7 separate regions of the Mus musculus genome follow, and regions 2, 3, 4, 5, 6 and 7 are each linked to region 1. A link is a contact called in public ChIA-PET and promoter capture Hi-C data. All regions are on one chromosome and are shown on one strand. The core of a region is the stretch at or near the end of the contact, and the rest is flanking DNA. Distances in the headings are between cores, read along the strand shown. Region 1 holds the start of B3gnt5 (UDP-GlcNAc:betaGal beta-1,3-N-acetylglucosaminyltransferase 5). Region 2 holds the start of Eif4g1 (eukaryotic translation initiation factor 4, gamma 1). Region 3 holds the start of Vwa5b2 (von Willebrand factor A domain containing 5B2). Region 4 holds the start of Ap2m1 (adaptor-related protein complex 2, mu 1 subunit). Region 5 holds the start of Eif2b5 (eukaryotic translation initiation factor 2B, subunit 5 epsilon). Region 6 holds the start of Abcc5 (ATP-binding cassette, sub-family C (CFTR/MRP), member 5). Region 7 holds the start of Parl (presenilin associated, rhomboid-like).

Region 1 (3,342 bases), core at 569-3,068:
TTCCTTCGTGCTAGAGATTGAACCCAAAGTCAGACTTGCAAGCCTGTATCCCCTGCTGCCTTTTGATGAAGTCCACACTTACCAACTGTTTACAAATCACCCTTTCAGTGTTAAGGGTGGGGTCATTTTCTGCACCACTACCTTCAATCATACTTTTCTGGGCCAGTTTCACTTTCTCATATACCACTTCCTGGCATCTCTGCCCCTGGGGACCAGACTGTTTCCCAAAATAAAGGCACAGAGGAGCAAATCTAATTTTAATGAATGTACTTTCACCAGAAAGTTAGCCTAAAAATTAGCTCTACCACCACTGACTACCTTGTGATGGCATCTGTGTCCCTGTAACATGACCCATAACCTAAGAAAACCATTACTGCTGTAAAGAATGTGAATCAAAAGCTGTTACTTTTATCTACGGGTATCTGAACAATCACTTTACTAGTATATTAAAGAAAATGGGAGTAAACAGGAGATTCTCATTAGAAAGATCTTTTCCCAATTTCTCCTACCCGCCTGCTTTCCCGTTTTCTTTTCTTTTTTCTTTTCCAGCTAGCAGCTATTCCAAAGAGCCGGTCAGCTCCCTCACGTGCAAGCTACCCTAGGCGGTCAGCCCGAATTCAATCCAGCATTGATAAATCTCAGGACCCAGACTGAAGATGCGCCAAGGCTGGACCTGGCTTCGCGACACCACAGCCACCTCTCCCCATTGGCATTCCGGGTAAATCCGGTGCTCTGGACCCCGCGGGTCGGATCGTACCTGCGGCACAAAAGCGGCAGCTAGGCCTAGGGTGGTCGCCGCCCAGCGCTCGCGCCCACCAGGCCGCAGTGAACAAAGGCGCTCGCCGAGGGAACTCTCCCTTCTTCGCTGCACCTCCGGACCGGGAAGCCCCGGCTCGCAACGAAGAGCCGTCTGTCTTCCTGACCATTCCACCCTGATGCCCCCGGGCCGCCCGTGTGGACTACCCTCTGCACCCCTTCCCGCCTCCCGGTCGGGTCCGGGCTAGAGGAGGGGAAGCTAGAGGTGGGGCGGGTCCCGGGACTCTCAGCTAGCAGCCTCGGGGAGAACCTCAGAGCCGGCACAAAGCTAGCCCAGCCAGAGACTTAGACTCTGCAGGGGCTTCGAGAGTGCCCGGTCTAAAGCAGACTGCGAAGCCACGCTCCCCGACAGAGGGACCTTGGCTCACAGTAGGATGCAGCGGGCACTTTGGGTGGGCAGTGACTGACCTTTCATCCAGGAGCGGCGTTGGTTAAGACTGGAGACCCATTCATCCAAACCACGTTTCAGTTAGTCATTTCCGAGCTGAAGGTTTTGAGTGGACAGCGGTTCTCCCATCGTCTCGTAGTTTCCTAGCAAACCCTAAGAGCCCGCCGGTCTTCTGTCAGGACACTTAGGACTTGAGCTCCTGGGAGCCTAAGTAACAAAGAAAGGAAACGCACATTTATTTGAAGCGAAGACTGCACGCCTTATGACTGCACAGCAACAGTTCGTTTTAAAAGCAGACCCTTCCCCTGTGTTCAGCCTCCCCATTGATTTACATTCCAACCCAGGGAATTTCAAGCATTGTAAAACTCACCGAGGAACCCAAGTCCTTAAATGTCCCAGAGGTCCGCTGTCCTCCTAGAAGCCCTGGGGGAAAAGTCTCAAGAACAAAAGTTGCAAACTAAATTTCGGTTGTAAGCGAGGAAGCTAGGGCAGGGCTCCAAGAGAGACCCCGCTGGAGCCGGCTAGAGCCGGCTGAGAGGGGCGGGCCTGATTAAGGGTCTTGGCTCACTCAGGCTGGGGCGCAGCCGCAGGAGCCTCCAGCTGCTTATTTGGTCACTCCACTCCAGGCTTCCTCGGGAATGCTCAGCCCCGCCCCTCCCCTACCCCGGTCTGTGAAGGTGACGTGCCCCGCCCTAAAGTGCTATCTGTGAGGACTCCAGGAAGCGATTGCCTCACTTGTTTGCTAATAACTAAACTATAGATTCAGAAGACCAAATGTGCACCTGAGCCCAAAGGAAAGTTCTTGTTCGGCCTGTAACCAGACATTATCAGGATAGTGTAGACATCAGCTGAAGGAGCAAGTAAATAAATCTTTTTTTTTTTTTTTTTTTGTAGCTAATTGCTTGCTTAAAAAAATGCTGTTCTAGACTTTTCCTTATAGAAGCATTCAATAGAGCTCCTATTTTGAGCAGTTTTGTAGTTATACATACTGAAAACAGGACAAGAAAAAAAATCCAAAAATGTCAAGTCCAAATATGGGTTTGTAATTGTAAAAGTCAGTAAGTTCAAAGTAGTTGCTGAATCAGTTTAAAACACACTTGTTATTTCAAACTCTAGTTTTAGGAGATTTTGCAACTGCATTTTAAAAGCCCTTCAGCGTATTTCCAATCCTGAAATTCTTTTCATGTGTTACTCACACAAGGCATGGTTCGCTGTTAACTCACCTGTCCAGAAGACCACAAGCAGAAATACTAATGTAATGGGACTCCTAATGGAGTCTGACAGTGATCTATAAAGAGGAGCATTCATTGTTCCTACAGGGTTAATCACCCCCCAATTATCTTCTTAAATCCTGACTAATCCTTTATATGGTCCTCCCTAAAACACATGTGTATTTTGTATTCACATACATATATTCAAGTGGGACTTTGTTCCTTTTCGGTCATTTGGAACTAGTTACATGTGTCAGTTTATATAGGTAGGCACATGGGAAATATGAACTGATGAGAAAATATACACACACACACACACACACACACACACACACCCCTTTCCAACCTCTATACAAATAGACATGTGGACTAATGATTTTAAAAGTAAACCCATATGGTATCATATGCCTGTAATCTCAGCACTCAGAATGATTTTCATGAGTTCAAAGGCAGCCTTGATCACATAGTGAGTATCAGGTTAGCCTAGGGATACATATAATACTGCTGCTGCTGCTGCTGCTGCTACTACTACTACTACTACTACTACTACTACTACTACTACTACTAAAAATCCAGAGTAGAAAAATTAGTGAGCTGTAGAGTTGGGGTGGGAGGGGTAATGGTTAAAGAACCTGAGGCTAAGAGATGAGGAAGGGCAAAGAGGCCCAGAATGACCTCTCTGGGCCCAGACAGATATATGTATGTATGACAGGCCCATGATGTATGATGTTACACACACACACACACACACACACACACACACACACACGCACACACAGACACAGACACAGACACACACACCAGGGGACAGGCAAAGGAGGTCCTCCCATTCATCTAGAAGGATTCCCTAGACCATCCAGATCCTCATCCACAGTACCATAGAGAAATGTATGATTTCATTGCCAGTGATTGCATGAAGCTTGTGAG
Region 2 (3,342 bases), core at 327-2,826, 910 kb before region 1:
AGAAGGCGTGTTCATTTGTGTCGCTTGAGGCGTGCTAAACACCACCGGTGCAGTCTGCCCCGGGGGAAACGCTGGCTGAAGGGGAGAGACCAGAGTTCAGCAAGAGGGGAAGCCTGGGTGGGGCTTAAACCCAAGCTGGTGAAGTATGGGGAGCAGACCTGTAGTAACAGCCTCAGCAGTCCACATGTTCCCTCCCTGTGACAGCCCCAGGGACAGCCAGGGGCCCTATCTCAATTTGGCAGCAGGCAGCTGCACTTTGCCCTGACACAGATGGGGGTGGGAAAACTGGGAGCTGCGTGACCTCCACCCCGCCGGAGTCCTGATCATTTAGCCTTGATTACCTGTGGGAGTCCAGGGGACCTGGCGGGTGGGGGGCCTGTGGGCTGGGGAGCTTTGTTCATTTCATTTGGTGCCACATTAGGGTCCCCCCAGCACCTGTTGGAAAGAGCAGAGCTCGGAACGAGGAAAGGACCCAAGCTTATGGCAAACGGGCTGGGGGAAAGGTTGTATCAAGAGCTAGGGCCAACACGGATTAAGGGAGGTGCCAAGTGAATGCAGAAACAGAAAACATACAGCCTGAGGACCCCACCAGCACACTGCAACACCCTGACCCCACCCTTGCCTGCTCAAACAGCCCCCTCACTCACCCCCTCGGTTAAGAATAAGTCCACAGTGCGGCCTACAGGTTCTGGGCATCCGAAGGCCTGGGGTTGGGAGGTGAGGGGTATCAACCTGGCTCCACGGGGCCCAAGACCAACCAGACCGGAAATTCCAGGTCTTGCTGGCACCAGGCTCCCGGATCACAAATGAAGCCGGCTGCTCCGGCCGTGATATCCCCACCCCCCACCCGGGGACACCGGGTTCGAAGCCTGCCGCGGGGCACTCGCGCGGGGCCGGAGAGGCCTGAGGCCGCCCGGGAACACAAGCCAGGAAGGGCGCGAGTCCGGCCGCACCAGCAGGGCGGGCGGCGACCGCCGCGAAAGCCGGCTCGGGGCAGGCGAGGGTCGGCCGCCGGGCGGGGCTGGGGGCTCCTCCCTGCCCGCCGCCGCCGCCTCCCAGCTCTGCGCAACGCGGCCAGTGCCAAAGAACAACGTGTCACTTCCCGGCGGCCGCCCGGGCCCCGCAGGGGGAGGGGGTGGCGGGTTTGCGCCGCACAGCCTGCGCCGGGCCGCGGCCCAGGCCGGGCGGAGGTGACTGTCTCGCCGCCACCCCAGCGCCCTCCCCGCCCGGGCCCTGCTCCCCACCCCCACCCGGGCCCGGCCCGGCACACGTGGGCCGGGGATCGGCCTGGCGAGTAGGGCCTGGGCGCAGGCTCGGAGCCGGGGCGCCGGGGCGTCGGCGCAGGGTGGCGGGCCCCGGCCCGGATGGCGGCGGATGCGGGGGGAGGGGTGGGGGGCCGGGTCGGGCCCGGACATGGCGGCTTTACCTTCAGTCTCCTTCAGTCCGCGCGGCCGAGCCCCACGCAGCCGCACAGACGTAGTCCACAACCATTTCCGGCTCCCCGCACAGATCCCGCTCGGCGGCCACCGCTTCTCCGCAGGCGCAGCCAGCGCCCCACGTGACCGGCGCAGAGGGCGGAGCTGCGCTGGCGCCGGGGAAGCACATGGGATTTGCTCCGCCCCATCACGTGACACCCACTGCCCGCCCCCGTGTCCCCTCCCGAACTTTGGAACTCCCAGGCCGACCCCCTCTGAGGCTCTGGCGGTTCTTTAGTTCATTCATACTTTGCGCAAGCATTTATTGAGCGCGTGAGTGCTAAGTGAAGTGCCGGCCTGGAGCTCAGAGTGCGGAATCTAAAAAGCAGTCCTGCCCTAGTAAGTGTAGTGTGCAAATTATGCAGCCTCTGAAAATGCTATAGATTTGATCTTTGATAGACCTATTAACAAAGGAAATTCAATATTGCACCAAAGAAACTGCCGCAATCTAAAGAAGCAATTTTACTTTTGTTTTTTTAAAAAAATCAGTTGCTCCTAGGGAAACGCAAAAGTCAACATGAAAACTTTGGAATAATGGAAAAAGGAATCCCAAAGCTGTACGTGTGCTGACTGGCTAAGGCAGGGAATCAGTTACCATAAGCTTTAAAGTAGGGAAATGTCACCAGGCAGTGGCGAGCCACGCCTTTAATCTCAGCATTCCAGAAAGATAGGCAGGTAGATCTCTGAGTTCAAGGCCAGCCTGATCTACAAAGCAAGCTCCAGGACGGCCAGAGTTACAGAGAGACCACATCTTGAAGATTTCTGAGATGGTTCAATGGTTGGCGCACTGGTTGCTCTTTATTGCCTGCTCTTCAAGAGGATCTGGGTTTACTTCCCATAACCCATAAGGCAGTTCATGTCTGTGTGTAACTCTGATTCGTTAGAATTCTGCCCTCTTTTGCCCTCTAAAGGCACCACATATGCATGTAGTGCACAGACATATGAAAACAAAACATTCATACACGTAAATATTTAAATTTTAAAAATAGGAAAATTTGAACTGGGTGGTGGTAGTCCACACCTTTAATCCTAGTACTCCAGGGGCATAGGCAGGAGAATCTCTGTGAATTAAGGGCTAGACTAGTGTAGAGAGCTAATTCAGGACAGCTAGGGTTACACAGAGAAACCCTGTCTCGAAAAACAAAAAAAATAGCCAGGCTGTGGTGGTGCACGCCTTTAATCCCATCACTTGGGAGGTAGAGGCAGGTGGATTTCTGAGTTTGAGGCTAGCCTGGTCTACAGAGTGAGTTCCAGGAGAGCCAGGGCTACAGAAAAACCCTGTCTGGAAAAACCAAAAAAAAAAAAAAAGAGTTGTACTCTATTGAACTGAGCATTTGAGCATTTAGTTAGGTAGCAGAGCCTTTCCCACTGGCCTTTCTCCCTCTCACATGCTACCTCCTAGCATGCATTATATCACAGAATTGGTGACCTAAGTGAGGGGGGCAATAATGTAAACTTCATCACTGTGCTACCAAGAAAGCAAGGCTACAGGGTGGGCAAATGCGGGCACAAGGATCCTCTAGATGGCCTGAGTCCTCAGTGGTCATGTGCTTTCCCAGCATTTGGGAGACCTTGGGTTCAATATGCAGTAACAGAAAACAACCAGTCCAAAAAAAAAAAAAAAATCACCATAATCAGTAGCTGGAGAGACAGCTCAGGTAAAAATTGAGCATGTGCCAGGTAGTGGTGGCACATGCCTTTAATCCCAGCACTTGGGAGACAGAGGCAGGCGGATTTCTGAGTTCTGCAGAGTGAGTTCCAGGACAGCCAGGGCTACACAGAGAAACCCTGTCTCGAAAAACCAAAAAAAAAAAAAAAAAAAAAAAAAAATTCAAGCATGTGATGGTACACATCTTTAGTTCCAGCA
Region 3 (3,342 bases), core at 278-2,777, 830 kb before region 1:
CAATGGATGGAAAATAAAATCAGCGTCTGGAAGAAGAAAGGAGGCTGGCGATGTTAGCGGAGGCACGAGGGTGCAAGAACCTGAGCTGGCATTCGAGGGCGCGGGCTCGGGCTCGGGCTCGGAGCTTACCCTGTGCGCAGCGGCGGGGTGTAGAGGTCCCTAGTCCCGGGCCCAGAGCGCGACAGCAGGCGGCCTGTGATCGGCGCCGGCTATGCAACTGGAAGGAGACGCGCCGTCCGGCCGCCTCGGCCTCGAAGCCAGATACCACCTCCGCCTCAGCCAGAGGGTACACGAACACGCCTGCGAGCAGGAACAGGCAGACCTGCTCTCGAACCCCACCTGGCATTTGCTACCTCCCCGCGCCCGCACCAGGTCTCACCTTCCACCGGCTGGGGCTGTGGGTTGTGGTAGGTAAGCCGGGCACGCAGGCTGAGGCAGGGTCCCTTGGCATAGGCCCGGACGCAGGAGTCGGTGAGCGGCAGCGGCGTCCAGCTGGTGGGGCAGTACAGGCCAGGCATGGTGCCCACCCTGCGTGAACAGGGGCTGGATGAGGGGCACCTCGCTCCAGCGTCATGAAAACTAGCTATGCCACCTGACCCTATCGGGTACCTGGGGACCTGGGGATGAAAGCTTGCAGAGGGAGCAAGGCTGAGTCGGGAGACCCCCCCACCCCCACCCCCACCCCCAAGCCGCAGCGTCCAAGCAGACAGGTGGCGGGGCAGATAACAAGAGGGGTGTGTGTGTGTGCAAGGATGGAAAGATGGGCATCCTCGCCCGTTACCTGGGTAGCAGGAGCAGGGAACAGCTCTCCGCAATGGGGGAATGGAGGGTTAATGGTTAACCCTCCAGTCCAGGCGTCCTCCAGTCCCGCTGCGGGTTGCGAGCCGGGGGCTTGGGGGGTGGTGCCCACAGCTGTTCCTGCACCTTCTCGGGGCCTCACCACCGCCCCCGTACCTGCCCCCTGCCTCCTGGCTCTCCACGGTTGCCAGCTGTCGGAAGTGGTGCTTCTGGAGAGATGGAAGATACTCTGGGTGGAAAGCAAAGGTTTAAAGGGCCAGCATTGCCCTAGGCGCCCCTAGCTCACAAGGGTCCCCAGGGACAGGGTGAGGTCGGGAGCTGAAAAGGCTGCAGTCTTTATCTCTCCTTGCCTTTCGTGACTGGAGTACTGAGAGAGGCTGTAGACCGTCTTGAAAGGTTGCAGTAGGAAGAACTAGAAAGGGACGGGAAAATGCGTCTCGGGAAGTCAGATGTGCAGAGGTGTCGCGGCAGCGGGAGTCCATGTCATCTGATCTAGAGCGGCTCTCCCCGCCCAGGCTGGCCTGAGACTAGGTAGCCACAGGGGATGCTACAGGGTGGGTCTTGGGATCGCCCCCTCCCTTTGGGCAGCCCAAGCCTCACCGTCACTTCTTGGTGGAGTTGTGGGGCGTCGCGACCAGACAAGAGTGGGTGATGCTTCCTCTGATGTCCAGACTGCCCCTTGTTCCTGCACCTGCGCGATCCACCTCGGAACTACCACTGAGATCCTGTGAGTCGGGAGAGGGGCGCCAGCCGGGCTGCTGGCTGGTAGTCCCGCCCGGGTTCCAAGAGGCCGCCCCTCCAGCCCGCCTCTGCCCCGCCCGCCACTGCGGAGGGGGCTGCGGCTCAGTTCCTTCGGGCACCGCACCGCCTCCGCGCGTCAGCTCAGGCCGGCAGAGCCAGGCAAGAGACCGCAGTGCAGAGAGCCAGTACCCCAGCCACTGCACGACCCCCACCAACGGCACAGTGAAGCTGAGCGCCCCCTCTCCATCCTTCTGGAGGTAAGGAGTTTCGTGAGCAAAACAGGGCGGCCGAGTCTGCAAACACATCCCCCCCTCTTCCCAACACTGCAGTGGCCCACCCACCACCACCCCGCCCTGGGTGGACTCCCGCTCACTGCAGTGACCCTCCCTCATCACCGCATCGGAAACCATTTAGGCCTCGCCCCCCACAAGAAGCAAATAGGTTATTGCAGAAACCTCCCCTTTCGCGGCATGTGCCTTCGTTTGTGTGCTCACCAAAGCGGTTGCCCTCAATCCAGTCTCCCCATCACTGCAGCGGCGTTCCCACCCGGAAGCACCCTGGGCTCCTTCACTGCAGTGTTGTTATACCCTTCCTTTTCTGGGAGTGGGGAGGATGCGCAGGACGGCTTCCTTGCACGAGGGCCTCCAGAGTAAAGCCTTCTAGCTTTCCCAAGGGTGCGGGGCTGCTCCTGTCACAGCAGTGGTCCCCGCCTCCCATTCGTCAGCCTAGCACCTAAGGTGGGGGCATTCTTGCTCAGAAAAACAGGCTCCTTGAAATTGGCAGGATTTTCGCGTGTTTCTCACTGCAAAACATTAGGAAGATCTGTAAAATCTCCTCTAGGATCTTGAGGGAAGAGTCTGGGAACCCCGGGAAGTGAGCGAAGGTAAGTATATTTGGGGTCACCCTTACAAGCACTCCTAAAGATGCCCTATTCCAATTCTGCAAAAAGAAGTTAAGGAGTGCTGTAGGTGGGAGCAGTCAGAACTGTGAGATTGAGGTAAGAGAGTTTTTGTTTGTTTTACATATAGACACCCAATAACTCACACCATTTGTTAAAATTACTATTTGGAGCCATGCAGTGGTGGTGCAGGAGAACTACACAGAGTTGGAAAAAAGCAAAACAAACAAATACAAACACACACACACACACACACACACACATACACACACACAATTAGGGATGGCTCAGTGGGTAAGGGTAAAAAGCACTTTGCTGACAAACCTGATAACCAGAGTTTAATTCCTGGGATCCACGTGGTGGAAAGAGAGTATTGACTCTCACAGGTACACGTGTGCTTTGCCTACATGAATGCACATAAATGACATGCACACCTGCTGAAAGACACCAGAAGAGGACAGCAGATGCCTTGGAACTGGAATTTGGGTGGTTGTAAGTTACAATGGAGGTGCTGGGAACCCTGGTTCTTTGCAAGAACAAGTGACTTTAATCTCTTAGCCATCTGCCATCTCTCCAATGCCAAACAGATGTTGTTTTTGTTTTTTGTTTTTTGTTTTTTGTTTTTTGTTTTTTTTTTTTGAGACAGGGTTTCTCTGTGTAGCCCTGGCTGAACTGGATCTCACTCTATAGACCAGGCTGGCCTCAAACTCAGAAATCTGCCTGCCTCTGCCTCCCAAGTGCTGGGATTAAAGGCGTGCACCACCACTGCCTGGCTTTAAATTAATTTTAAAGTGTTTTAAATACTATTTGGGGGAGGCAAAGAGAAGGATCATGATTTTGAAATCAATCTGGACTGTTATCTTTTTGTTTTGTTTGTTGTTTTTGTTTGTTTTGTTTTGTTTCAT
Region 4 (3,342 bases), core at 343-2,842, 780 kb before region 1:
TGAAGCAGGCACATCTTTCCCAGGCAGAGAGATAAGCAGACAAAGGAACAGAGGCCCGCTTAATAAGTTCTTTAAAAGATTTCATTTTTACCGACACACAGGTACATGCCAGTGTGCTGTATGTGTGGAAGCTAGGTGTTAGACTGAACACTGCCCTCCACCCCTCAAGCCTGAGTTAGGGTGGTACTGAGCCAAATGACATGTGCCGGGACCTGAACTCAGGTTTTCTGGAAAAGCAGTAAGAACTCTTCAATGCTGAGCCCCTTTTACAGTTATTTCTGGTTACTGTCTTTTCAAAATTTCTAAGTGTGACAAAAATTAGGTCTGTATGTAGTAGCATTAATCCTGCCATCTAAATTGTGTCTCCAAATCTGCCAAGTCAGTCACTTCTGGCCTGGTGTTTACCAAGCAATGGGCAGGGATAACAGAATGCCTCGACTGCCCAAATTATTTTGGTCAAAATTAAGGTAGAATATTTGAGTAACGGGGTTAATCTGGTTCTAGATTTCTGGATTAGTCCAGATATTAATTTCACTGAGGTTAGTTTAACAGACTTTTTGAAACTGAAAAGTTAACCCTTGAAGCCCAGTGACAAGTCCAAAGAAGGTGAGAAAGAAAATGCAAAATGGAGGTTGAGCGCTGAGCAAAGGACCAAGTCCACAGGTATCAACCTCGGGTGGGGGATGGTGTGTGTGACCTCGGGGGGGGGGGCGGTGTGTGTGTGTCCTGGACGAAAATGCAATATTTAGTTAAGGAAAGGGTTAGCTGGAATTGCTAGCAAAAGACCAGGATGACCCCAAAGCACCAAATACAGCTGTGGGAGTCCCTAAAGGTCTCCTATGGCAAAGGTCATAGGAGCTTGGGAGGAGCGAAAAACAGCGAAAAGAGATAGACAAGAAAAAGAGAAAGCTGAGAGACAGGGCCTACTCTTCTGTTAGTGAAGCATAGGGGGCTGGTGGAGTTTTTCTCAGCTGAGGGAGGAGAAGACATCTAGGCCCGGGAGATGTCACCACGGGATGCGGGGGCTGTCACAGGTCTGAGGTACAAGAGCCGTGGGGGTAAACCAGGAGGATGGAATCTCTCAGTGTTCGAGAGAGACCTGTCACTGTCCAAGGGAGTGGCACCAGGGGATGTCAATGTCCTGGGGGATGGGGAAATAGGAAACCCCGGGGTTGAGCGGTTGTCAGGATTCTAGGGATGGGGCGCCGCGCGGCGTCTCCCGCTCTAGGATTCCAGCCCTAGTCTCTTCCCGGAGACGCCTGGCGGGTCACTGGAAGGCGTTGCTCCCCGCCCTTGCTGCAATCGCGCCCAAGGCACCCCCGCCCGGTTGTCTACTCCCTCCCGGGTCTGAAGGCTGAGGCCACTCCCCGGTGCGGGCAGTTTTCCACCCAGCACCGTGCAGGGCAAGGCAGGCTACCACAGCACCCTCGTCGCCTGATAAGGACCTCTAAGTCAAGCCTCCCAGCTCACCTGGAGTCAGCAGCCCCCACAAGGCCGGCCTGGCCACTCTCGGATCCCAAGATGTCCGCCCGCCCCCAGCTCGCCTGTCTGCTGCCTCGGCTTTCACTGCAGTGCTCCCGCCCCACCCCGCCCCGATCGCAGCTGCGCCTGCGCGCTCGCCTCCAGCGGCGACTACAAGTCCCGTCAGTCCCCGCAGCTTTCAAGCTGACACATCTGAGCGCCCTAGGCTCAACAAAACTACAACTACCGACAGCCTTCAAGACAGAGAAGACGTCAGCTTTAGTGCGCCTTGCAAGCAACACGTGTCGTGATACACTCCAACCATTGTTTGCTTCACTGAGAATCACGGGAAGTGTAGTCTCTGCGACCCTTCCTGTTCCTAGTTAAGTGGGGTAGCTTTAAGAGACCAAAGCTATTTGTCGAAACCAATTGTAAATTTTGAATTACTATAGTCTTTTATTGTCTCCAGATTTCGAAGACTGGCTACTTTACAAACACAACTTGGCATAAGCTTGTTACTGCTGAATTTACTGTTTTTTTTTTTTTTTAAACACCACGTTTGATTCTCCCAAACGTGTGTGTGTGTGTTTTTATATATATATATAAAATTTATTTGTATGTATTTTATATATATTCTAGGATTGGACTGATCCCTTTCTCAGGGATAATTATCCAAACAGAAAAGCTGGGAAGGAAGACAGCTAAACGTTAATGTTTTCCTCAGCTAAATCTGTGACTGTGGTGTGATGGTGACGTATGCCGTTAATTCCAGAGTTCTGGAGGCAGAGGCAAGAGCATCTCTGTGAGTTTGAGGCCATCCTGGTCTAAATAGAGAGTTTCAAGACAGCCCAGGCTACATAAGAGACCCCTTTTGCCCTCTACTCCAGTTTAGTTGGGCATGGGATTTTAAAATCCCATTTCTCCTTTAATCCCAGCACTTGGGAGGCAGAGGCAGGAGAATTTCTGACTTCGAGGCCAGCCTGGTCTACAAAGTGAGTTCCAGGACAGCCAGGGCTACAGAAAAACCCTGTCTCGAAAAAAAAAAAAATCCCATTTCTCAACTGTGCAGTGGTGGCACATGCTTTTAATCTCAGCACTGGGGCGGGGGGGGGGGGGGGGGTAGAGGCAGGCAGCACTCTGAGTTCAAGGTCAGCCTGGTCTACAGATCAAGTTCCAGGACAGCCAGGGCTACAAAGAGAAACCCTGTCTCATAAAAACAAAAAAGGAGAGAAAAGATTTCCTATGATATCCAAACTGAGAGAATGAGGAAGAGCCAACCTGGACACAAACAGCTGTCTGATTATTGCCAAATCAGGAAAATTTGGTTTTTCTCTCAGGAGACAGAGACATCCTGCTGCCTAAACAGGCCAGAGACTTCTATGGCAGAAAGGAAGTGGGTGGGTGCTTAAATCTGGTTGCTAACCCTACTATTCCTAGCAATCTCCTTCTAAGTAGCGAAAACCCAAAAACTTCTAACTCCTGAACTATCATTCAAGGCTTCATATCTATCTTTGCAAAGGTTTTCTCTTCCCAATATACCCTAAAAGTTTGCTGGTTTAGAGTAAATTAATAATAATAATAATAATAATAATAATAATAATAATAATAATAGCTACCATTTATTGAGCACCTACTCTATTGTGTGCCAGGCACTGTGCTAGGCACTTTTCGTACAATATCTAATTCCTCACAACAACCCTGTGAGGTAGGTATTATTATCATCATTTTACATATGGGAGGACTGAGGCTCCAGAGAGGTTAAATAACTCTTTTACACAACCAAAAATGAGAGCTGGAATTCAAGCCCAAACCAACTTGACTCCAAATCCCATGCTCTGTAAATTAAGAAAGGGAGAGGAACAGCTGAACTTCAGAGTGTCA
Region 5 (3,342 bases), core at 584-3,083, 740 kb before region 1:
CAGGGCCAAAAAGTGGGAGTGGGTGGGTAGGGAAGTGGGGGGCAGGGTATGGAGGACTTTTGGGATAGCATTGGAAATGTAATTGAGGAAAATACGTAATAAAAAATATATATTAAAAAAAGAAAGAAAGACTCAAAATCACAGGCAAGCCTTTAATTTTGGTCCCTGGGACCTCAAGGCAAAGGAAGCTGCAGCAGTTTACCTCGGGACACGTGACGAGAACACTAAACCTCACAGGAGCTCAGAACAGATTCAGTGTTCTCCTCCTCACATCAACTCTATCCTGGAAGAACTGAAAAAAGACGGAGAATCCTGGAAAGGAAAAATTATGAAGCCTTACTGTAAGTGTTCTTTGATCTGAGCAGCTTTCCAGCAGCAAAAGACAAATGTTTCCTGTACACCCGTGGCAGTCAGGAACTCCAGAGTATAGTCAATTAGCGCAACGTTGGCCAGGGGCAAGAGGACCTATAGGGCAGGAAAGAAAAAGTCTGAGATCTTCAAGTCAGGATTATACTTTGGTATACTTTGGTTTGCAGACACTATAATCGACTTTATCCTTTTATTCTAAAGCAAACAGGCTCTAAGGGTCAGTCTAAGGCTCTGGAATTTGAGCCTAGTAGGCATGGTATCAGACACAAACATGTTCTAGGAGCCCAGTGCTGGCATTAAGGACAAATGTTGGCCCTAAGTCATAGCTCTAGAACTCTAAGCACTAAGGTCTTCTTCATAGAATTTCCTTCTATTGTTCTATTGCCACTAAGAGTCACAGAAATCATTCAAACACTTGTCAAAAATGAACAGTCGTTAGCCTTAGGAATTCTTTTTTTTTTTTTTTTTTTTTTGTGGTTTTTTGAGACAGGGTTTCTCTGTATAGTCCTGGCTGTCCTGGACCTCACTTTGTAGACCAGGCTGGCCTCGAACTCAGAAATCCGCCTGCCTCTGCCTCCCGAGTGCTGGGATTAAAGGCGTGCGCCACCACGCCCGGCTATTAGGAATTCTTAAGTCAAAGGCAAATCCCTATTTGAATGAACTATGGATTGCTGAGCGACCCAGTAGTCTGCAAGCGCAATGCCTATTTCCTATGTCTAGGTAATTCCTAGACTGATGGCAACCCACTGGGGTCCCCTTTCAGCAGATGGGAGGAAAACAGCCTGCTGAGAGCTAGCCTTTTTTCCTTTAGGAATATATTACCATTGCCTTTATCTAAAGCAATTTCTTTAAATTGCCCATGTCCTGCAAGGTTAAAGACAGTGGAGGCCCCTCTTGTGCTACTAAATCCCCCGGGGAAGCCTTCTTTCAAGCATTGATTCTACACACAGCCCTCTCCATCCTTCCCAAGGCTGGGTGTATAGCCCTGCGAGAATCCATGTGTGCTAGTTACTCATCTGATCGGACAGCCTCCGAGGTTTCAGTCGGTCTCTCCACCTTTTCCTAACCAGATAAGCTCAACTTGAGGGTAACTTCCAGAGCACGCTTCACTAACCAGCTGCAGTGGCAACCTGCGGCCCCGCTACCCTCGAGGCCGGCAGACTGCTCGCGAGCCGGGTGCTCACCCGAGGCTGGTCCTTGGAGATGGGGAAGAAGCGGCGGTTGAAGCTATCGGCCACTAGAACTGCCTGGAGGGGCGGCGGCGGCTCCTCCTCCGCACCTTGGGTTCCCCCGCCGCCCGAGCCGCCGCCGCCGCGTTTGCTCGCTCGGCCGGCCGCAGCGCCAGGCACCGCCGCAGTGGCTGCCATCTTGCTTCGCAGCCAGCACGTCCGCCGGGAAGTCACACGGCACGCAGTAGGGGACAAAAAGGACTCACAGTCAAAACGCGAAGGTGTAGTTGCAGGGAGAGAAAGAGGAAGGAATGCGCATGTGTGTACCAGCAGACCCCACCCACCCCGTGCAAGACCAGGGCGTGGCTGACCGCAGTAGGTGCTACTGGGAGGTGTATGCACCCCAGAGGGGTGAGATCCCACCGTTGTCTACTTAGTCAGTGAGTGCTGTTGGATTGGACAAGCTAAGAAGGCAGCGAGCTGGATAGGCTTGTGATCGCTGGGCAGGAGCCTACAGCTCCTCTGCCCAGAGTAGGATAAAATTTGTAGTTCTCAGGGATTGGAGAGATCACTCAACAGTTAAGAGCACTTACTGCTCTTGCAGAGGATCCACGTTCTGCGCCTGGCGCTCACGTGGTAGCAAGCAACTATTCACAATTGCAATTCCAGGGTGTCCGACACACTTTCGACCGGGCACTGGATGCCTGTGGAAAACACTCATCCACATAAATCTAAATATAAAATGAAGCTCCCCACTTGCAGTCTAGTAATCTAAGGGGATCTGGCATCTTTGGGAGGGAAACCACGATCTGCACAAATACTGGACATGGAGGCAGGCTGTAGATTTTTACTGAACACACACCTATTATGGGTGCTCCCTCCCCCCTTGCCAGAAATACGACCTAGAGCGACAGGCATTTCTTAAACCCTCAAATCGGAACCAAGGGAGCACGCCCAACTAGTGAGTGGAAAAACTGCTGCTGGAGCTCATCTGACTCCCATGGTTCTGAAAGAGTAGTAAACTCAGTGCTCCAAGGTATGCTAATCATAAAACAGATAGCGACATTCCTCCACCCACCGGCTTCCTGGGTTCAAAGAGTGTTAATTCAAAGAAAGTCACCCTGACCCACTCTGACCATTGCTGGAACCTGCAATGCAAATGTGCTATCGTTAGGGGCTCTTAGAAACTGTCTTGAGAGTTAACAATTACCAGGTATTCCTTGTGACACCTGTGACTCTGTACTTCCTTGTGACTCTTAACTGGTATTTTTGGTATTTTCCAACAACGCCCTTCCCACCTCCTTGAGTTGTGGTTCCTTCCTTTAAATACCCCCTTATCCAGCTACTCGGGGCGCCACAGTCCTCTACCCCTGCGTGGTGTATGACCGTGGGCCCGAGAGCGCTCTTGAATAAAAATCCTCTTGCAATTTGCAGCAAGACCGTTTCTCGTTGGTGATTTTGGGGTGTCGCCTCTCCTGAGTCAGAACGTGGGGGAGTCCTCACGTTGTGGGTCTTTCAGTTCCACAAGCGTTATCCCAGATGAGGCTGGATCTAAGAGCAGGAGTAAACTGGGTAGGACTGGGGCGTAGTAGCAAGCTTTTCAGGCTAGACTGAAGTGGAGCAGCAGGTTTTGGTAAAAGAAGCCGTGGCCGCAGTTTATAAATCAAGCTTAAGGCGGAGGAAGCAATGGCACGCAGGCTGGGCGTAATTCTGTCAAGCCAAAAATTCCAGTAAGTAATCTGCCCAATCAGCAACAGAACCTCTGCTAATCCCACAGCCCGCAAGTTTCGGCAACTCCCTCTGT
Region 6 (3,342 bases), core at 632-3,131, 670 kb before region 1:
TCTCTGTATAGCCCTGGCTGTCCTGGAGCTCACTCTGTAGACCAGGCTGGCCTAGAACTCAGAAATCTGCCTGTCTCTGCCTCCCAAGTGCTGGGATTAAAGCGTGCGCCACCACGCCCGGCTCATACTCTATTATGTTATGTGCTTTGATGCTCTTGGAAACCAATCACAACAAAGGTCAGTAAGAACTGCTTTGTATAGTTAGCTACAGCAAGCACGTCCCGCACTGGTGAATGAGCCTTTATGGTTTTTGCTTTTATAAGCTTCTCCTGCACCAATGTAAGAAGTTATTTGGAATAAGACTTCCATTTTGAGTAGGGGTTTAATAGTTTTAAATTCCTAAGAACTCTTTGGGGTTTGACATCCTACATGGCAGAAAAAGATATGGACATGGGTAACTGATATCCTGGTTGGCAAGTTAAGGCATGGATGTTAGGCAATGCAAGTTGATCCCCCAACCAATGGGAACAGGATACGTGTACAACAAAGACCTGCTCCAGAGGAAGTCCTTATCCCTAAATCCTGATTGGTGGAAGAACTTGACACAGATGTTTGTGGATTTCAGACTTAAAAAGCTCTGTAGATTCTGGCTCGAGGTTGCAGTCAGCTCCTGAGTCTGGTCTTTGACCCTGATCAGTCAGTCCCAGGACATACGCTCCATAAACTATCCCTGTCTGCCTGAGATCAGTGTTTGGTGGTTTGTCTGGCGACTCCTTGACCCCAACAATATATATCTTAATTTTAAAATAGTGAAACATAATCAGCTTTTTGTTATTATGACAATATGACAAATACCGGAGAAAACATGAACTTAAAGGAGAAAATACTTATTTTGGCTCAGGTTTTTATCCATGGTGAACTGGTTTTGTTAGTGTGTGCTCGGCACAAGGCTGAACATCATGACAGGAAGGGGTAACACACATCTCTCAAAGGTATACTTCCAGGGACCAACTTCCTTTAACAAGCCTCCAAGTCCTCATATTCTACTAGCTTCTAATAGTGACATGGAACAATCAGTCAATATTAAACCGTTCATTAACTCAGAGTCTTCATGATCCAACTTCCTGAAAGCCCAGCTCTGAACACTGCCTATCTTCCTGAGCTTTCTGTGTGTCAAATATACATCCTGTCAATAAGTCCAGCTTTATGACATTAGTGTTCACAGTAGCTAACTAGGTAGTTGTATGATGGACAATCCAGTTTACTTTCTTTTTAAATCCCTTAAATGGGTAACCATAAACAAGCCCCGGGTAGTTTAAAGGTTGGGAGGCATGCAATAGAGTAGTCTTTATATTATGATACTAAAATAGATAAAATAGAAAAAATAAAACGACTAATGCCTCGGGAGCTTTACATTTATTTATAAAAATAGATTGATTAGTTAGTATATCATTTTGACATCCCTTGTCACTTTGGAAATTGCGATTCTGGCATTTCACTACTTAGAAGTCAAGAAGCTGAGATAGATGGGTAAGAGAAAAGATCCAAAGGTACCATTCATGCAGAACGTGGAGGACTCATGCACCCATTAAGTGACACCACAGCTAAGAGTTGGGGCTGGACAGAAGCAGGCTATGATGACCTTCACGATGTTTTCTGGCACGTGGAACCGCCGCATAGATTTGGAAGTTCCTGACTTTGAACCTCTGGCTGTCAGAGAATACAGCGCCACCGGCTACCCCGACCCGCCTGCCCAGCCCCCGTGACTAAGGCAGAGAAGGTTCCAGACTGGGCATCAGAAACCGGGGAAGGATGGGGCAGCACGAGATGCGCGCGGGTACTGTGAGCAGCCTGCACCCCATCCCGGGCACCAGCGGTGCTTCTGGGAAACGTAGTCTTTTGCGGTGTGCGGCGCTGGGGGCTGCCGGATGAGGGACTACGATTCCCTTCGGTCTTGCGCAAGCTTTGTGCATCGCGCTTGCGCGTTGTGGGGGACTATGCCGCTATAAAGGCTTGTTTTGCTCAGGGTCCGATGTTCGCGAGCGTGCCCGGGCTGTTTGCTCTCGTGTGGGGAGGCTGGGGTGCAGGTAGGTGACGGTTCACGCCTTTTTCATGCAGTGTCGGAGGCTGTCACGGGCTCACTTCTTTGGGCTCTCCAAGGCGGGGTGGGCGGTGGGAAGCCTCGGACGGGAGAAACGGGGCCTGTCTCGTTCCGATCTCGCGCGGTCCCCGGCTTGTTGGCGACCTCGCGGGCTGTGCGGAGGTCTAGATGTTAGAAGGCAGGAGGGGAGGTTTGATGGGTGGTCACGGCCGGCTCCACTCTCCGCGCGGCCACCAGGGGGAGCTGCGTTCGCTGTGGGTGGGTCGTGGAGCCTGTGCTCGCAGGCCCGGGGCTGGCATGGGAACGCCCTAGGGCCGGGTGGCGGAGCTGTCCAGAGAGAAGCCCCAACCTCCCTCCGGGACTGGAGGCTGTCAGCCACTTACTACGTAAGTCATTATCTATGTTTTGTTTTGTTTTTTGTTTGTTTGTTTTGCTACTGGTATGTGGAGGTACGTGGCATCAGCACACACAGCGAAGCCGAGGTAGAGATGGGAGCCTAGATCTTCTGTCACCAGTGTCCTTTTCGGTGCTGACACGCAAAGGAGCTAGTGGCTTTGTGTTTATAACACCTGGATTTGGTGTTTTCGTACAGATGTGGGAGTCTCGATGCAGGTGGGCACAGGAATGACCGGGGAAGTCTTGAGTTCCGAAGGGAGAAATGGATGGGTTTTACTGGGGTCTCTGGAGTAAGTGACAGGTGAGGGAGCTTGGAGGCACAGGTGGGCCCTGGGGGAGAGGTGGGGGGGGCGTGATAAGTGGTTCAGCTTCCTTGTAGCTTCCAGTAGCTTCCAGTAGCTGCAGGGCCTGAAGGAGCTTCCTGAGGCGCCTAAAACCTGAGAGATGTTGCGATAACAGAACTTGGAAACACCAACCTGGTTAGTTACAGTTCTCCAGGCCTACACAATGCCCCTCCCCCCTGCAGAATCGTCACATCCACCCCTCTTCACTGGAAAGAGAATTTTAGAGCAAAACCAGGTGGCCCCCAACCCTGTCAGTTTTGAGTCGGGGTACTAATGTGAGAGTCCCCACTTTGTTTATTCTTCTTTCTCCCTTTATAGTGCTGGCTTAAACCAAAATATGCCAGGTTTTCCTAGTCCTGATACACACACCCTTTCCTTTGGATTTGGCAGGGCTGGGGACTGGAAAGAACCTCTGGCCTACATGCTTTTATCACTGAGCCTAAGTTAGCATTAGTTTTATAAAAAGACTTTACATTAGCTGCAAGGGAGTTGTCTAGAAAATGGGAAGTATGAATTGCTCTTTGGGCTGGAGAGGGTCCTGGTGTAGTAATCCTTTCTTAG
Region 7 (3,342 bases), core at 328-2,827, 540 kb before region 1:
AGTGGAGGGAGGGAGGTAAAGCAATGCAGCAAATAGCCTAAAACAAGCCAAATTCTGCAGACTCTGCACAGACCCTGAGAGTCAGGCGGCCAGCCTGTGATGTCTGGGGAGTGAGAAGAGGGGTGGAGATATATATGACGGACACAGGCTGGCCCACACTGGTTCTGGTTTCAGTTGGCTCAGTCCATCCATCTTTATGTTGGCCCATTTGGCCTACACTGACTTTGAAAACATGGACAATAAGAAACAATTGTGTATTTAATCTGTGAATGAAAACATAGAGTCACACAAAGTGGGTATCCCTTAACAACCAAACTCCTCTGCATCCCATATCTAGAAGCTACAAACAATGACTGGGGTCCCTTAAGCATCTCCACTGGTGCTGCTACCCACAGTTATGCAGTGTGTTCTGACTCTTTCTGAATAAGGGTCGCTCCCCATGTTCTTCATTCTCGAAGCCTGGAAACACTCAGCCCAGACCTTTACCACCAGTAACAGAAGAGTTTCTAAGGGACCCCCACCCCCACCCATTCTCCTTTTCCCTCTTGAAATAAATGAGATGACAGAGTAGTCCTGGAGGTGCTTCTGATAGACTCCAATCTAATAATATAAACCAAGGGCCATAAAATTGCAGAGGGAGTTAAAAAGTCTCTTTTACTATAAGTGAGGTTTGTTGTGAGTTCTAGAAAATTGCGGATTTATAGTTAGGAAAGGAAACATGCCATGCTTAGGCATTACACATGATTCCCTGCTACTGTAACATTCTTATTTGAAACATTCCTGTAGAAAGGGAACATTGTTCTCAAAGCAAATGTTAATTGTGCTGGGATACTTGACTCTCAGTTGTCTAGAGATCAACCAGACTCAGGTGTAGGAGACCCTCTCCCTTCCCTTGCTTCTTCAACTGAAACACTTGGGGCTCTGTCTTTGGCTATCAAACTTCAGTAATGGAACCACCCCAGAAATCTCATGCTGGAAGGAAAAAGCCTGAGTTTCTGGGGGCAGCCAGTAACTACAGAAGGATTTGCAACTTGTCAAGGGGGCAGGCTTGGAGAAGGAGGCTGGATCAGGGGTCGGGGGTGACGGGTGAAGGGTGATTGGTGAGGGGACACAATTTCCTTATACTGCACACTTCTTGCCTTCCATTTAAACCTTATCTTTATGTTAGACCTGGAAGATGAACGTGGGGAGTCATTGAATTTCATCCTCTCAGTGTGGTCCCATTTAATAAATCGTTTTCTGCTTTTCACAATCAGACAGATGTCCAAGCCTGGCGAGTTAAGGTTGCCACTGTACAGGGCCATTTCCCTTTTCTGAGACTATAAAGCACAGTGAAACGGTGTCTTGTGGTTAAATGTGATAACCTGAGGGTGTCTGATAACACAGCGTTACTCAAAGCCTCAAGTTTTCCCCAGTCACTCTCACCAGAAACTTCCAAGGTGGCGCTGGTCTGAGAAGAGGAAGACCGGAACTGAACGGCCTCCAGGTGGCGCTCTAGACCACTCCTCCGCGCTGTGTGGCTTTTTTTTTTTTTTTTTTTTCTTCGCCCCGGAAGTGATTTCTAGGCCGGGGTTAGAGAGGTCGGGCCATGGTGGGGCAGAGGTTGGGAAGATGGCGTTGCAAGGTTGGGTACAGCGAGGCTGGCGCTGCGGTCCGGCGTGGGCGCCTCCCTTGGGTGGCGGCTACCGGGAGCTCTCTGCGACCCAGGCCCCGCGGCTGCTTGGACGCAGGTAATGGCCGCCGCTTCCAGCTCCCCCGGCTTCCCATGAGCTGGGGTTGCGCGCATCCTCGGGGGATAGGTAGCCGTGTGGGGCTCCCGCTTTCCATTGTTTACGAGGTCTTTGCTAAAGCTGACTCCTCCCTGCCTAGCTTTTCCTTGGTCCTCCTTTCCCTACTGGCTTCTGGGTGCCGAGCCGCGAGAGGTGTCTGGCCGAGCCCGGCCCGGTTCTCCGGACCCGCGGTCTTTCCTAGTAGTTCCGAGGGATGTGATGGAAAGGGGAACTTCTGAGCGTTAATTGCATGTCCGGCTCATATTCTTGAAAGGGCTGTACTGCTGTAGGAAGCACGTGGCCTTTCCGGCCGGCCGGATCTTACATGAAGTGTAATAGAAGAGAAATTCCATAGCAGTTGAATTAATACTGACGTTGAAACTTAGTCCGAAGATGTCAACTTTGCAACTTCTACCTAATTGATGGTACCATACACACCAAGGGGCCTGAGGTCTTTATAAACGTGTGAGCTAGCCAGAGATGAGATTGAGCCTGGCGAAGGCACCACCTGATCTTAAAATTCACCCGAGGTGGGCACAGGTCTGTAATCTCAACTCTCAGTAGTCTGAATCAGGAGGATGGCGAGTTGGAGCCAAGCTGGGAAAGGCTGAATTATAAATAAATAAACAGCACCTGGACTATATGTAGATTCATTTCCCAGGTGCCACCCAAAATCAGAATCTTGGAAAGTGGCGAAAGCGGAAGAACCTGCTCCTCAAGTGAAGCTTATTAACATCTGTGGAAAAGTTGCATATGGTGTAGCTTACTGGCTAACGTTTAAAATCAGGCATTGCTTTTAAACAGCTTGGTGTGGTCAGACTTGCTTGTAAGCAGGGTTAGGCGTTCAAGGCTAGGCTGGGCAGCAGAAGACTGGAAAAAAGAAAGGAAGAAAAAAGTCTTAAACAGGTGGAACTGGGGAGGTGCCTTGGAGGTAACAAGATTTCTGTGATCCTGTTGATTTGCTGTGATAGTTTCGGGAAAAGGCAGCAAAAGAAGTGGACACTTCATCTCTGAGGAACCTCATTGGTAGGGTGCTTGTCTCTAGTAACACCACAAAACTTGTCAAAAGAGTTTAGCCTACCTATCATGGTGGCTCAGGCTAGTAATCCCGGCACTTGGGAGGTGGATTAGGAGTAGGAGCCAGACTGTCAGGCCACCATGGATTACTTGAGGTCCTGTCTAACCCTCCCCTCAGTACATGTGGTATTAAAATTTATATGGAAACTTGGAAACTGACATTCTTAATCTTGTGGTTATGGGAGAATGCATTAGATGAGAATGTGGGTGAACCTGAAGTGGCTTTGCTCTTGTCTCCACATGTATGAACTTAATAGGGAATGGGAGTTGCTCGCTTTGTAATCACTAGTCTGTTTTGAGCCACTGTGGTTCTAAATTAGCATGAAGAATGAGCCAGGCCTTGTGGCTCTAAAGAGGTCCCAACGTTTGCATTTTATAAACACTTTATGTGGTGATACAAAGGCAAAGGTGATACAAACACAAGGTCCTCAGGCACCTGCCAGCCCACACACGGTTCTCCCTTTACAGGAGTTATAAGATTTTATGATATGGTTAA

What was found. Promoter capture Hi-C pulls out the DNA fragments that hold promoters and counts their contacts. ChIA-PET counts read pairs in DNA pulled down with a chosen protein or histone mark.
Region 2: a promoter capture Hi-C map of pre-B cells shows a contact between it and region 1, with 3 times the contacts expected there. The contact joins the promoter of Eif4g1 here to the promoter of B3gnt5 in region 1. A contact is called at or near these places in 2 of 39 promoter capture datasets (maxillary cranial neural crest and pre-B cells).
Region 3: a promoter capture Hi-C map of liver shows a contact between it and region 1, with 2.3 times the contacts expected there. The contact joins the promoter of Vwa5b2 here to the promoter of B3gnt5 in region 1.
Region 4: an RNA polymerase II ChIA-PET map of memory CD8 T cells shows a contact between it and region 1, with 6 read pairs. The contact joins the promoter of Ap2m1 here to the promoter of B3gnt5 in region 1. A contact is called at or near these places in 2 of 39 promoter capture datasets (the HPC-7 cell line and pre-B cells) and 1 of 115 datasets of contacts at active chromatin or transcription factors (memory CD8 T cells).
Region 5: a promoter capture Hi-C map of pre-B cells shows a contact between it and region 1, with 5 times the contacts expected there. The contact joins the promoter of Eif2b5 here to the promoter of B3gnt5 in region 1. A contact is called at or near these places in 2 of 39 promoter capture datasets (pre-B cells and stem cell-derived epiblast-like cells), 2 of 115 datasets of contacts at active chromatin or transcription factors (the 230-238 cell line and embryonic stem cells) and 1 of 9 other capture datasets (embryonic stem cells).
Region 6: a promoter capture Hi-C map of pre-B cells shows a contact between it and region 1. The contact joins the promoter of Abcc5 here to the promoter of B3gnt5 in region 1. A contact is called at or near these places in 2 of 39 promoter capture datasets (pre-B cells and second pharyngeal arch cranial neural crest) and 1 of 115 datasets of contacts at active chromatin or transcription factors (embryonic stem cells).
Region 7: a contact with region 1 is called in a promoter capture Hi-C map of embryonic stem cells, with 5 times the contacts expected there. The contact joins the promoter of Parl here to the promoter of B3gnt5 in region 1. A contact is called at or near these places in 10 of 39 promoter capture datasets (the SN4741 cell line, cranial neural crest, embryonic stem cells and 6 more), 2 of 484 Hi-C or Micro-C datasets (CD4 T cells and embryonic stem cells), 2 of 115 datasets of contacts at active chromatin or transcription factors (embryonic stem cells and stem cell-derived neural progenitor cells) and 1 of 9 other capture datasets (macrophages).

Annotation. Positions count from the first base shown.
Region 1 is chr16:19,758,710-19,762,051 of GRCm38.p6, reverse strand. It overlaps B3gnt5 (UDP-GlcNAc:betaGal beta-1,3-N-acetylglucosaminyltransferase 5), which reads right to left and starts at 1,818. Exons shown (of 4, transcript NM_054052.3): 1 at 1,575-1,818; 2 at 1,225-1,411.
Region 2 is chr16:20,670,961-20,674,302 of GRCm38.p6, reverse strand. Eif4g1 (eukaryotic translation initiation factor 4, gamma 1) reads right to left here and starts at 1,576. Exons shown (of 33, transcript NM_145941.3): 1 at 1,427-1,576; 2 at 342-435; 3 at 1-75. The coding sequence starts at 401.
Region 3 is chr16:20,588,338-20,591,679 of GRCm38.p6, reverse strand. It overlaps Vwa5b2 (von Willebrand factor A domain containing 5B2), which reads right to left and starts at 1,527. Exons shown (of 20, transcript NM_001384105.1): 1 at 782-1,527; 2 at 380-528; 3 at 130-300. The coding sequence starts at 518. Gm35685 (predicted gene, 35685) reads left to right here and starts at 1,078. Exons shown (of 3, transcript NR_168482.1): 1 at 1,078-1,796; 2 at 2,380-2,422.
Region 4 is chr16:20,533,730-20,537,071 of GRCm38.p6, reverse strand. Ap2m1 (adaptor-related protein complex 2, mu 1 subunit) reads right to left here and starts at 1,592. Exons shown (of 12, transcript NM_009679.3): 1 at 1,471-1,592. It overlaps Dvl3 (dishevelled segment polarity protein 3), which reads right to left. Exons shown (of 15, transcript NM_007889.3): 15 at 3,059-3,342.
Region 5 is chr16:20,497,308-20,500,649 of GRCm38.p6, reverse strand. It overlaps Eif2b5 (eukaryotic translation initiation factor 2B, subunit 5 epsilon), which reads right to left and starts at 1,833. Exons shown (of 16, transcript NM_172265.2): 1 at 1,554-1,833; 2 at 341-465. The coding sequence starts at 1,736.
Region 6 is chr16:20,424,933-20,428,274 of GRCm38.p6, reverse strand. Abcc5 (ATP-binding cassette, sub-family C (CFTR/MRP), member 5) reads left to right here and starts at 1,881. Exons shown (of 30, transcript NM_013790.2): 1 at 1,881-2,027.
Region 7 is chr16:20,300,597-20,303,938 of GRCm38.p6, reverse strand. It overlaps Parl (presenilin associated, rhomboid-like), which reads left to right and starts at 1,577. Exons shown (of 10, transcript NM_001005767.4): 1 at 1,577-1,730. The coding sequence starts at 1,612.